Linked DNA regions of Mus musculus: region 2 is linked to region 1. A link is a contact called in public Hi-C data. All regions are on one chromosome and are shown on one strand. The core of a region is the stretch at or near the end of the contact, and the rest is flanking DNA. Distances in the headings are between cores, read along the strand shown. Region 1 overlaps Gm30905 (a long non-coding RNA gene). Region 2 has its middle 85 kb from the start of Gm31409.

Region 1 (4,723 bases), core at 1,313-3,812:
TACCTTTAATTTCAGTTATTACTCATCATAATGGGGTATGTGTATTCATCCCAATACAGTGATGTCTAAAGCATCTTAAATTAGATATTTGATTTTCCTACTTAATTACTAGATCTTAGAATACAAACAAGGTTTTATGAAAAACCGCCACTTTACTCTGGATTTCTTTTCAGAATATAGAGGAAAGCCAATTTTACTCTTTCCAGGTTAATTTTTGTGCATTTTTTCCCTTTAAGCTACAGAACATTTTATGAACATTTTATTTTACTGCTTAGAATATTACAACATGGGTGGGTGCGGGAGCACCCTCATAGAGGCAGGGGAAGTGGGGATGGGATAGGAGGTTTCCAGAGGGGAGAACTGGAGAGGGGATAACATTTGAAATGTAAATAAAGGAAATATCCAGTAAAAGAAAAAAAAAAGAGAAAAACCCATTTACAAGAAATAGGCCATTTGGTGAATAAAAAAAAATGTATCATAAGAAGATAACAATTAAAGCTTGCAGTTATTTTTTATTTTATATCCGGGTCATACTTTGTTTTGACGAACACTATTCTTTTCCAAATTATGTCTAGCCAAATTGTGCAGATTGTTACATCTTAATGTATCTAGGAATAGATTACACATATGTTTACAGAGAATTACCAGGATAGTAATTTGGGGGGACTTTAAATTAGTGATACAATACCTGTCTACTACATTAATTGGCTCCAATTCTATCAAAGTAAGTTACTTTTAAACAGTTCAGTCCTTCACTTTGAATAACCATGTTGTATGTGTATGGGGGACTTAAATATGCTACAACACCACAACATATATGATTTATAATTAAAATTACAAGAATAGCAACCTACAGCTTTTCAAAACCATGACCATAGAACTGTGGGGAATTTTTGAAATGAATCTGGAGACTCATGATTTAAAAGCTTAACTCTTCTTCTCTCTGTCCCATAATGTTGATCTTGGTCTGGTCTGTTCCTCTGTAATTGTTTGAATTGAATTATCCTTTATGACTGATAGTTTCTTATTAAATTACTTATTGATGTGGCTGACACTAGTTGAATAGATTCATTAAACTTCACAAGTTGTTGAAGCCTAGTGCACTGGAAAGGAAAAAAAAATGCCCTTCTTTTTAGACTTCTTAATGGACAAAAAGCGTCATGTTTTTTGAGGCCTTTTAAAGCATTTAATAAAGCATGAAAAGATATGACATCAATCCTACTGAAACACAAGAGAAAATGAATGATGTTACTGTAAATCTTTACATCAATCACATCCAATACTTTGGAAAACAATATAGTTTTGTTTGGATTTCAGAAGTGACAAACAACGTTTGTGACTGGCTTAACATAGTCACTTTCTATTAGTCAAGACCAGAAGCAAGTCAGAGTTAAAATGTGGCCCTGCGTTGCTAGGCAGCTGAGTTGTCTTGACACGGTGGTTAGTTTCCTTTTCACTGAATGACAACAGTGAAATGAAAGAAGTTTTGAAAAACTTGATAATGGTTTTCAAAGGAAACGAATAATTGGTGGTGCTCGCTTGTGCAGCACTGTGTGCAAAATTTCAGGCAGCCATGAGAGAGGACTGTCACTAAAAATTTAAAGTCTTGGACGAAAACTTGACCTAGAGTCTTCTCCAGGTTTTGGCGGTTCATTTTCCAAACACCCCTCTGAGACCAAGAGGTGCAGGATGAAAGCATTAAAACAGATGGGTAAAAGCCCCCAAAGAAAAAAAAGAACCAATGATTGTGATTTAATCCACTAATGAAAGGGAGGAATTAAGTAAAATCTTAAATATGAGCAACGTGTAAAAGACTGTTAGATCGTACCTATAACAAAAATGTATTAACCGCATGGTAGGTTACAGTCAAGCAGACGCTTGAATTAAACACATGGAATATAAAAGGGTCCACATTCACTGACTTACCCTGCATAGGATAAAGCAATTGTGCTAGCATCAGTTTTGAAGATATTCCTATCTAAAGGCTTATGGAAGTCACCACAACTTGAACATCTATTGTCTGATGTTAAAGTTAAATACAGCATATGTTTAATAAAAGCAAGCAGATTAACAAAAACATGAAGACCAAAACAAAACAGATAAAAAACAAAACAAAACAAAAATATACACACACGCGCACACACACACACACACACACACACACACACACACACACAGAGAGAGAGAGAGAGAGAGAGAGAGAGAGAGAGAGAGAGAGAAATACATGTATACGTGTTGCTCACTATTTCAGCCAAGTGCAAGAACTTTTTGTTTCACTCTCTTTGCCATTAATTTACCCAGAATTTTAAAAACTGAGCAAAATGGACTCATATTGAAAGAAAGGACCAATTAGTGTTGGATTAACATTCATGGTTATTTACAGTTGTTTTTGTACTTGTCCCTGTGCTCTGACTTCCTAAAATTTCACAACCCAAAGATTTAGAAAAATGGGGTTGTTTAGACGCAAAGTGCAATGAAGTGGCCGTGACTATTGTGTAGACACCACCTCTCTCATTATACCCTCTCAATCAACACTCAGTACACAGGAAACCGCAATAAAGCCCATCTGCCACGGTTAATCTGCAGGCAAACCCACACCCATGTCTATGCCCGTTACTCTCCAGCCTTATTATTCTCAGATCCAAAGCTTCATAAGGGATCAGCCAAAGTCCATTAAAGTAAATAATAGCCAGAAATGACAGGCTTAGCAAGGATTGGGAGGAAGTTGAACACCAATCTGAGCTCTGAGCTCTGATTAATAGAGAAAAGCATTAGGAGAAAAGGGGAGAAAAATGACCTCAGTCTGCTCCAAAGAATTCCTGAACCTTCGTTGTTAGGGCAAGTGCTACCATCTGAGACGTTAGTGATCCTTGAATTTCCTTCACTTTGATGCAGCTCAAATGGGAAAATTCTGAAGGTTCAGCAAGGTCCCAGACCTCAGCTGGAGAGCTGTCTGGAGTCAACCCTGTCAAAATTCTCTTGTGCAAGAGAAAGCCTTTATTAGCTAGATTGCAACAACAACAATAACAACACCCACAAATGCGCTACACGGTCTCATAAGGAGGCCTGCCTGTGCTCTAAATTGCCTATGCATTTATTGTTTCCTTGTTCATAGTCAGTTTTTAAAAGTCTCCAAACAAATGCACTAAAATAAAACAATAGGGATTCTTAAAATGAATGTTTTGCAGGAGGAACTAGCTGAATTTAGTGTGCTGATAGGCAAGTAGGTCTGTATTCCTGTGTGTGGGGTGGAGTAGTCAAGCACTTATTCAATTTAATTTTAAAATGTGGTATTTCTTTTCATCATACAACGAAGGGGAAACAAACCTTCGCAAGCATTTTAAAATCTGTTCAGTCAAGTAAAAATCTTAAAATATAGCAGATATTATAACTGTAGGTTTTTATATAAATTGACTGGTTGGGGGTGGTACAAGAAACAACACAATCCTCAAATTAGCTGAAAATTTCTTTCCCCGCCACTTAAATGTAAATACCTTTTGAACTTCTGTTTGGTTTGTTTCTTAATGTAAGTGGTCTGGGAGGGTCACACCCCACCCCACCTTTCTCCCCACATAGGCATATTTGCTCTTGAAATGGGACAGGTTTAGTTTGGAATTTTGCTACAGCTCTTCACAAAGCTCTGAAGAAATTTGTGTCTGCTAGATACCGTCTGTGGTCAGGAAGAATTCACTTCGATCTGCTCCATGATTTTTTTTTAAATACTTGTACAAAACCGTATTTGTTTTACAAAACGCAGACTGAGATGAGAGTCCTGGCGAGAACTCTCAGAAACTGGGAGGCTTTTTAAAGTAAGAGAAACTAACGGCACAGCTCTGCCTGCCTCTGCGAGATCCCAGTCTGAAGGGCAGACTGCATTTGGCACAGACAAGCAAATGCACGAAAGACCCCAGTGGTTTCTCAGGAAGATGGTAATGATCCTGACGAGGACTGGATATCGGGGAGGCTCACCTTCAAATGCATTTTTCATTCAAGTTTATATTGTAGCATGCAAATTTCGTAAATAAAGTGAAGAGGTAAGGGCAAGAACTGCGGCTAAATGATGGTGTATCGCAGACACTGCTGACGACTTGGTTAATGCACTCTTGATGCACATGTGGTACAATTTTCATATTTTAATCTTAAGCAGAGGACAAGAAATGACAATTATGAAAAGACAAAAGAGATGCCACCAGGAGCTGTAATTGCTAACCAGGCTGTCCAAAGATGGCAAAAGACATATGAAATCAATATTAAGTTTTCCACAAATGCAGGTATCCCGACAAGGAAATCATAGAACATCATTATAAGCAAATTCTAATACAATTTGGACAGTTTTAAAGAACACAGGATGAGCACAGAAGTTAAGGCTAACTTGCCCTCTGCCACTTTAGCTGAATTCTTGCAGAGGACAAAAGAATCCTGTGAATCATGGTTATGTATTTAGTAAGGATGTAAGCAGTGGTGGCTTTAATATATAAGTACCACCTCTCCCTCAAAATTTAAAGTATTAAAATCAGAAGGAAATTAAGTAGTTCTACTATGCAGTTATAAAAAGTTGAAATTCAGTTGGTTTAATATACAAAGAAGTAAAATGCTTTGCAAGTAAAACAACATCCTAACCATAAAAAGGACTCATAATTAAACACCGAAAAGAAGTTAACGATGAAGTTAACATCATTAAAAGCATTAATAGTAAGACTATTAAATATACACCTTAGGTGTA
Region 2 (4,723 bases), core at 571-3,070, 1.4 Mb after region 1:
TACATTAATATCATATACAACTGGCATCCCCTTCCAAGGTCTGACCTCTGAAAAAATATCGTGAATATATGTTGTTTACGGTTAAGAAAGTAACTTCCTAACTGTCTAAATGCCCTTAATGTCAAGATGAACACTAAAACAATGATTATGGGCAAGGATCACTACTTTGGGAAATAACTCACAAAGATTAGGGAGAGAAAAAAATCCATAAGTTGTAAAAAATAATCATCCTTTCAAATCAACTAGCTTAACATTTGTTAAACATAAAAATGTCATCCCAAGTGACAGCTCACTTTCCTGATACTTAGACCAGGAATCACATGCACCCTTTCTATTTCTACAATTATCAATGGCACTGTTATTTTAACATGTTTTCCTTCCACATTAAGCTGCAAGGCTGAGAAGGATGACACAGCAACCCAATGGCTGTGATTCTTCACTCATATTTCCAATACCTTCACGTTAATGTCCCAAGAGATCCTATTTTGCATTGTTTGATGCTACTATTGTGCATTAACAGTCTTCATCGACCCGGCCTTGGTTTTGCATTTTTGGGTTTTTGGACAGGCATTAACAGTAAGGGAAGAGAACTATGAAAATAAATAAGAAAAACGAAATGAAAGTTTCACATGCAGAAGCTTTAAGAATTGAGCACTGCCTTCTGGCTGGTTCTCCGTGCACGTCTTCTTGCTGACACACACGGAGAACTAGTGCTGCATATGATTTCCAACTGGAAATCTGTAAAGCCTTCTGCACTCCCTCTCCGCCTTGTTCACACACAGAAGCTGACCACATCTTCACGTCTTCATGGAAATATATAGGTTGCTTTAATTTACCTTATATTTTTAACTGTTCCCTAAGATTTATTTTTACTTCAGACAAAATGGTTTGTCATATGGAAATGATAGTTTAAATTTTGATGTTGAAAGTAAAATTGACTTTTTTTACTTAGAATTTCTGTGATTTTAATTAAGTAAATGTATATTTTACTTGTACATATATACACATATATGTGTGTATATATGCATATATATACACAAATATATATGCTACTTTTTTTACAAGCTATTTCTAAAAACAACCATCCTTGACATAGCAAGGACATAGCCCTTATATACAAATATTATATATGTCATTGAATCCATTTTCTTATATTAAGCTCCATTTTATTTATCTTTCAAAATAAAAAGATGGTTATTATGTAAATTATCAGATAATATACTTCATACACATATGCTTTAGACATATTATCAAAATTACTTAAGGTATTTTTACTAGAATTTGGAGATCATTAAGGAATAATTTGAGATTGTTTTAAATTTTCTGAGGCGAACTGAGAATATAGTTTTGGAGGGCTTTTGATATCTAAGAATAACTCAGTCAAACAATTGCTGTATGCAAATGAATTCAACTTCTTAACTTTTCCACCTTGTTTTGTAGACAGAAAGATTATCATAAAAATCACAAATACACACATTTTATAGTAGCCTGCTAACTGTGTATCAATTTACATTACCTTATCTTCATGAAGACAACATGCCAAGATGCTAGACAACCAATACAAGGGATATTAAACAAAGTCAAGAAAGATTATGTCTGTATGAATGCATTTGCTGGAGATCGGTTTTCATTGGAATCTTAGACTCATTTAAAACATACCAAAGACACAGATTTTGAGCTCTTTCCCAGAAAACAATTCCTTGCTTTGGTTTTTGAAAAGCAATTGAATCAAAGGAAAAATTGATATTCCTTCTGCATTCATCACTTTATCGTGGGTAGAGAGCACCCTCTACTTTCTTCTGATTAAATAGCACCACTCATCTGGAGGAAAAGAAATGGCTGCGTCTATGTGGACAATTTGCTCAAGACATCAGAAAAAGGGATTTGTTTATAAGGTTCATTAGCTCATGGCCTCTACTGGCAGTAACCCATGTTTAGGAGGCCACCATTGTGACACCCTCCAAAGATTCCCCAGAAGGAGGCAAAGTCTAGGAGGAGAATGCCTGCTCTGAAGTCTCCCACTTTCCATGAACTGGGTCTGCAGAGCCACCCCAGGAGGGGAGACGGCAGCTTTGAAAGCTAACACCTTTGTTATTCCAAGTGTTAGAGATGAAGCTGAGTCTCAGATGCCCCAAGGTCTGTGCATCCTTCACCAAACACAGATGGAAGCTGGACTCTTTGAACTGCTTTGAAAATCTGTTACTAAGCTTTGCTTTGGGTCTGCAGAGCAGCCATTGCTAACCTCTGACTGCTTGCAATTTTTATGGCTGTGTGATGACAAGGGATAAAATAGCTTCATTTTAGAAGCAAATGGTTCATATGCCAAGGATAAAGAAAAAAGGGCACCACGTTAGCAAGATTTTATAGCAACTATATAGTAATTATAAGTGATAGTCTTTTAAAAATATAAATTGTAAATAAATCACAAATATTAAGGTAATATTAATTCATTTGCTTTATTATGATAATATTTATGCTTATAATAATAATTTTAAATAGCAAAATGAGGGCATCTTTAGATCAGTTATTGGCATACAGTTCCTTAGAGGTTTGCAGTGATGTTAAAATATATTGATTCTTGAATTCGGAATCAGAAACATCTGCTACTGTAAGTCAATGTCATACTCTGGCTTACATAGTGATTCCATTTAAAAGCATTTTATATTTATCACTGCAGTTTTCATTTTCCTGTGATAGGAAACACATTCAATTAAAGTCACTCTAAATAAACCATCTCCCTTAAGTCATATTTAGTCAACAGTTTATCCTGCACCATTTTAGCCTGTTCCATGTGCTAAGAAAGAGTTCAGCTGTTCTTGCTTTCCTTTCAAAAGCACATCCCATTTCTGCATAAAGAATCAAGACCTTCCTACAAACTGGAGGATTTCAGTTCTATTGTTCTTAATAGAAAAAGTAAGATCTGATCAAGACAGACATCAGTACACAAGGGTATAGTCTCAAAGTAGTTCATTGCAGCTTTGTGAAAGCCTAATAGTGCATATTTGTATGAAAGCAAGTGTTTACATCTGTGCCAAAGAAAAACCAATAAAAACTACCCATTTGGTTAGTGTCAGATAGTTTTAAATGTAAGGTGTCTATGGAGACATTAATGTAACTCTGGTTTACGAGCAACTTTTCTAGGCAGGGGTTTAACAGGAACAACAGACGCTCCATACAGTATATATTTAATAAGAACACAGCCTTTAACCACAGCAGGTTTCCTCCTTGGAGCATGGTGAGGATAACTCTATGACCTACTACCCTGTCTCAGCAGGTCAGCACCTGCAGGAACTAGCCGACTCAGTAATCTCCATCCAAGACCTCTTGAACTTGCTCGCCTGCTAGCTTTTTTAATAGATGTATATATATATATATATAAAAGAGCAGGGATATGAGCTTCTTCCCAGCTCTCACCCCCAGGATACACCAAGTGACTATAAAATTCTTTATTCTATCCTTCCTGCCACAGCATCAACCGCGGTGCAAAGAAGACTTTCACAGCCTGGGAATTTACAACCCCAGCATCATAGTTGGGCTTAAAATGTTTATATAAGTCAGACATGGTACTAAAACATCAGTGATGTTTCTAGAAGGGGAAAGAGTGGTGATGACCAGTGTCCCATAATAGCTGCCTCATGTGAGAAAATAGAGGGAAAAGGAAGGCATCCTGTGGCCAAGGGGAACTACATAGAGGCAAGGGAGGATGTTTTGTCATCTGCTCACTGCCTACCAGTTGACACTGACAAAATCAAGATGTGTGAGAGCCCATTCTCCATTCCCCAAGAAAACAAAGCCACTTTAATGAAAAACAGTGAGATCAAAAATGTAAAGTTCACATACCTATTTTTTAATTCTTTTGATTTTTGTTTACTTTTCAAAAATAAAATATAATTACATCTCTTCCCTGTTTCCTTTCCTCCCTCCATAGCTTACTCCTCCCAGAAAGAGTCAGAAAAAAAAGAACGAGACACAAGTGATGAAATTTTCAAATGACTAGACATGCATAATATCCTGAAACATCTCTAAATACATAGACATTGTTTGAGAACTGAGGTTTATATCAAGGGCTAGAAGCAGAATTGTGCTGATGGTGGACACCCAGAGATCTCCAAGCAAAAGTTAAGGCAGGACATGACACTGATGTGTCCTGCTGACCATTGAGCAGATTCACAATTCAGAGTTGATGGTAGGGATGAGATGCAGAGAGACTATTTGTGTAATTCACATACAGAAATTCACACTCCCCGACTACAACTGTTTGAACATTGGGCTTACTGAAAAGATTGAGGGAAGCTTTGTTGACCATTTCTAGTCCATAAAGACAGCTAGTTCCAGGTTTCTTTAATCATGTGTGTATTACTTTGCTCTCAGAAGAATCTTATTTATGGGGCTCAGTACTGTTGTTAGTAATTAGTTCAAAATTTGCATGGATGTAGAGGGGTGTTTTCTTTCTCTCTTGGGGTGGTTTAATCATTAATGTACCATAAAAGCCTTACAAGTCTAACTAGGAAGTAGGTACTACTGATAACTCTTAAGTACCTTGTACTTCTAATATTGTACTTATAATTGTTTTTATTTAAATTAATTTCATTCCAAATTAAAACATTTTAAAAGAACATACTGTATTCTGCAAGAATTATTTGGATATTGTCATAGTTTGAACATGAAATATCCCACATTGTCTTAGATGTTAGCCACTTAGTCTCCAATAATTTAAAATCAA

Evidence for each region. Hi-C and Micro-C count contacts between places; a contact is called where the count stands out from the background.
Region 2: a Hi-C map of cerebellar granule neurons shows a contact between it and region 1, with 6 times the contacts expected there. The contact joins two enhancer-like sites. A contact is called at or near these places in 1 of 39 promoter capture datasets (hippocampal neurons), 1 of 15 datasets of contacts at CTCF or cohesin (pro-B cells), 29 of 484 Hi-C or Micro-C datasets (adipose-derived mesenchymal stem cells, brain, cerebellar granule neurons and 11 more), 2 of 115 datasets of contacts at active chromatin or transcription factors (astrocytes and neural progenitor cells) and 2 of 9 other capture datasets (embryonic tail and embryonic trunk).

The regions. Positions count from the first base shown.
Region 1 is chr9:90,690,574-90,695,296 of GRCm38.p6, forward strand. All of the region lies in intron 1 of Gm30905 (a long non-coding RNA gene), which reads right to left. Among named protein-coding and RNA genes, the nearest start is that of Gm30905, 12 kb to the right of the region's middle. Within about 2 kb of position 2,563, at least 25 of the 459 cell types and tissues checked have an H3K27ac peak or open chromatin away from gene starts, as enhancers often do. A contact at or near this core is called in cerebellar granule neurons and cerebellum, where this site is marked.
Region 2 is chr9:92,043,756-92,048,478 of GRCm38.p6, forward strand. No RefSeq gene overlaps it. Among named protein-coding and RNA genes, the nearest start is that of Gm31409, 85 kb to the left of the region's middle. Within about 2 kb of position 1,821, at least 6 of the 459 cell types and tissues checked have an H3K27ac peak or open chromatin away from gene starts, as enhancers often do. A contact at or near this core is called in cerebellar granule neurons and cerebellum, where this site is marked.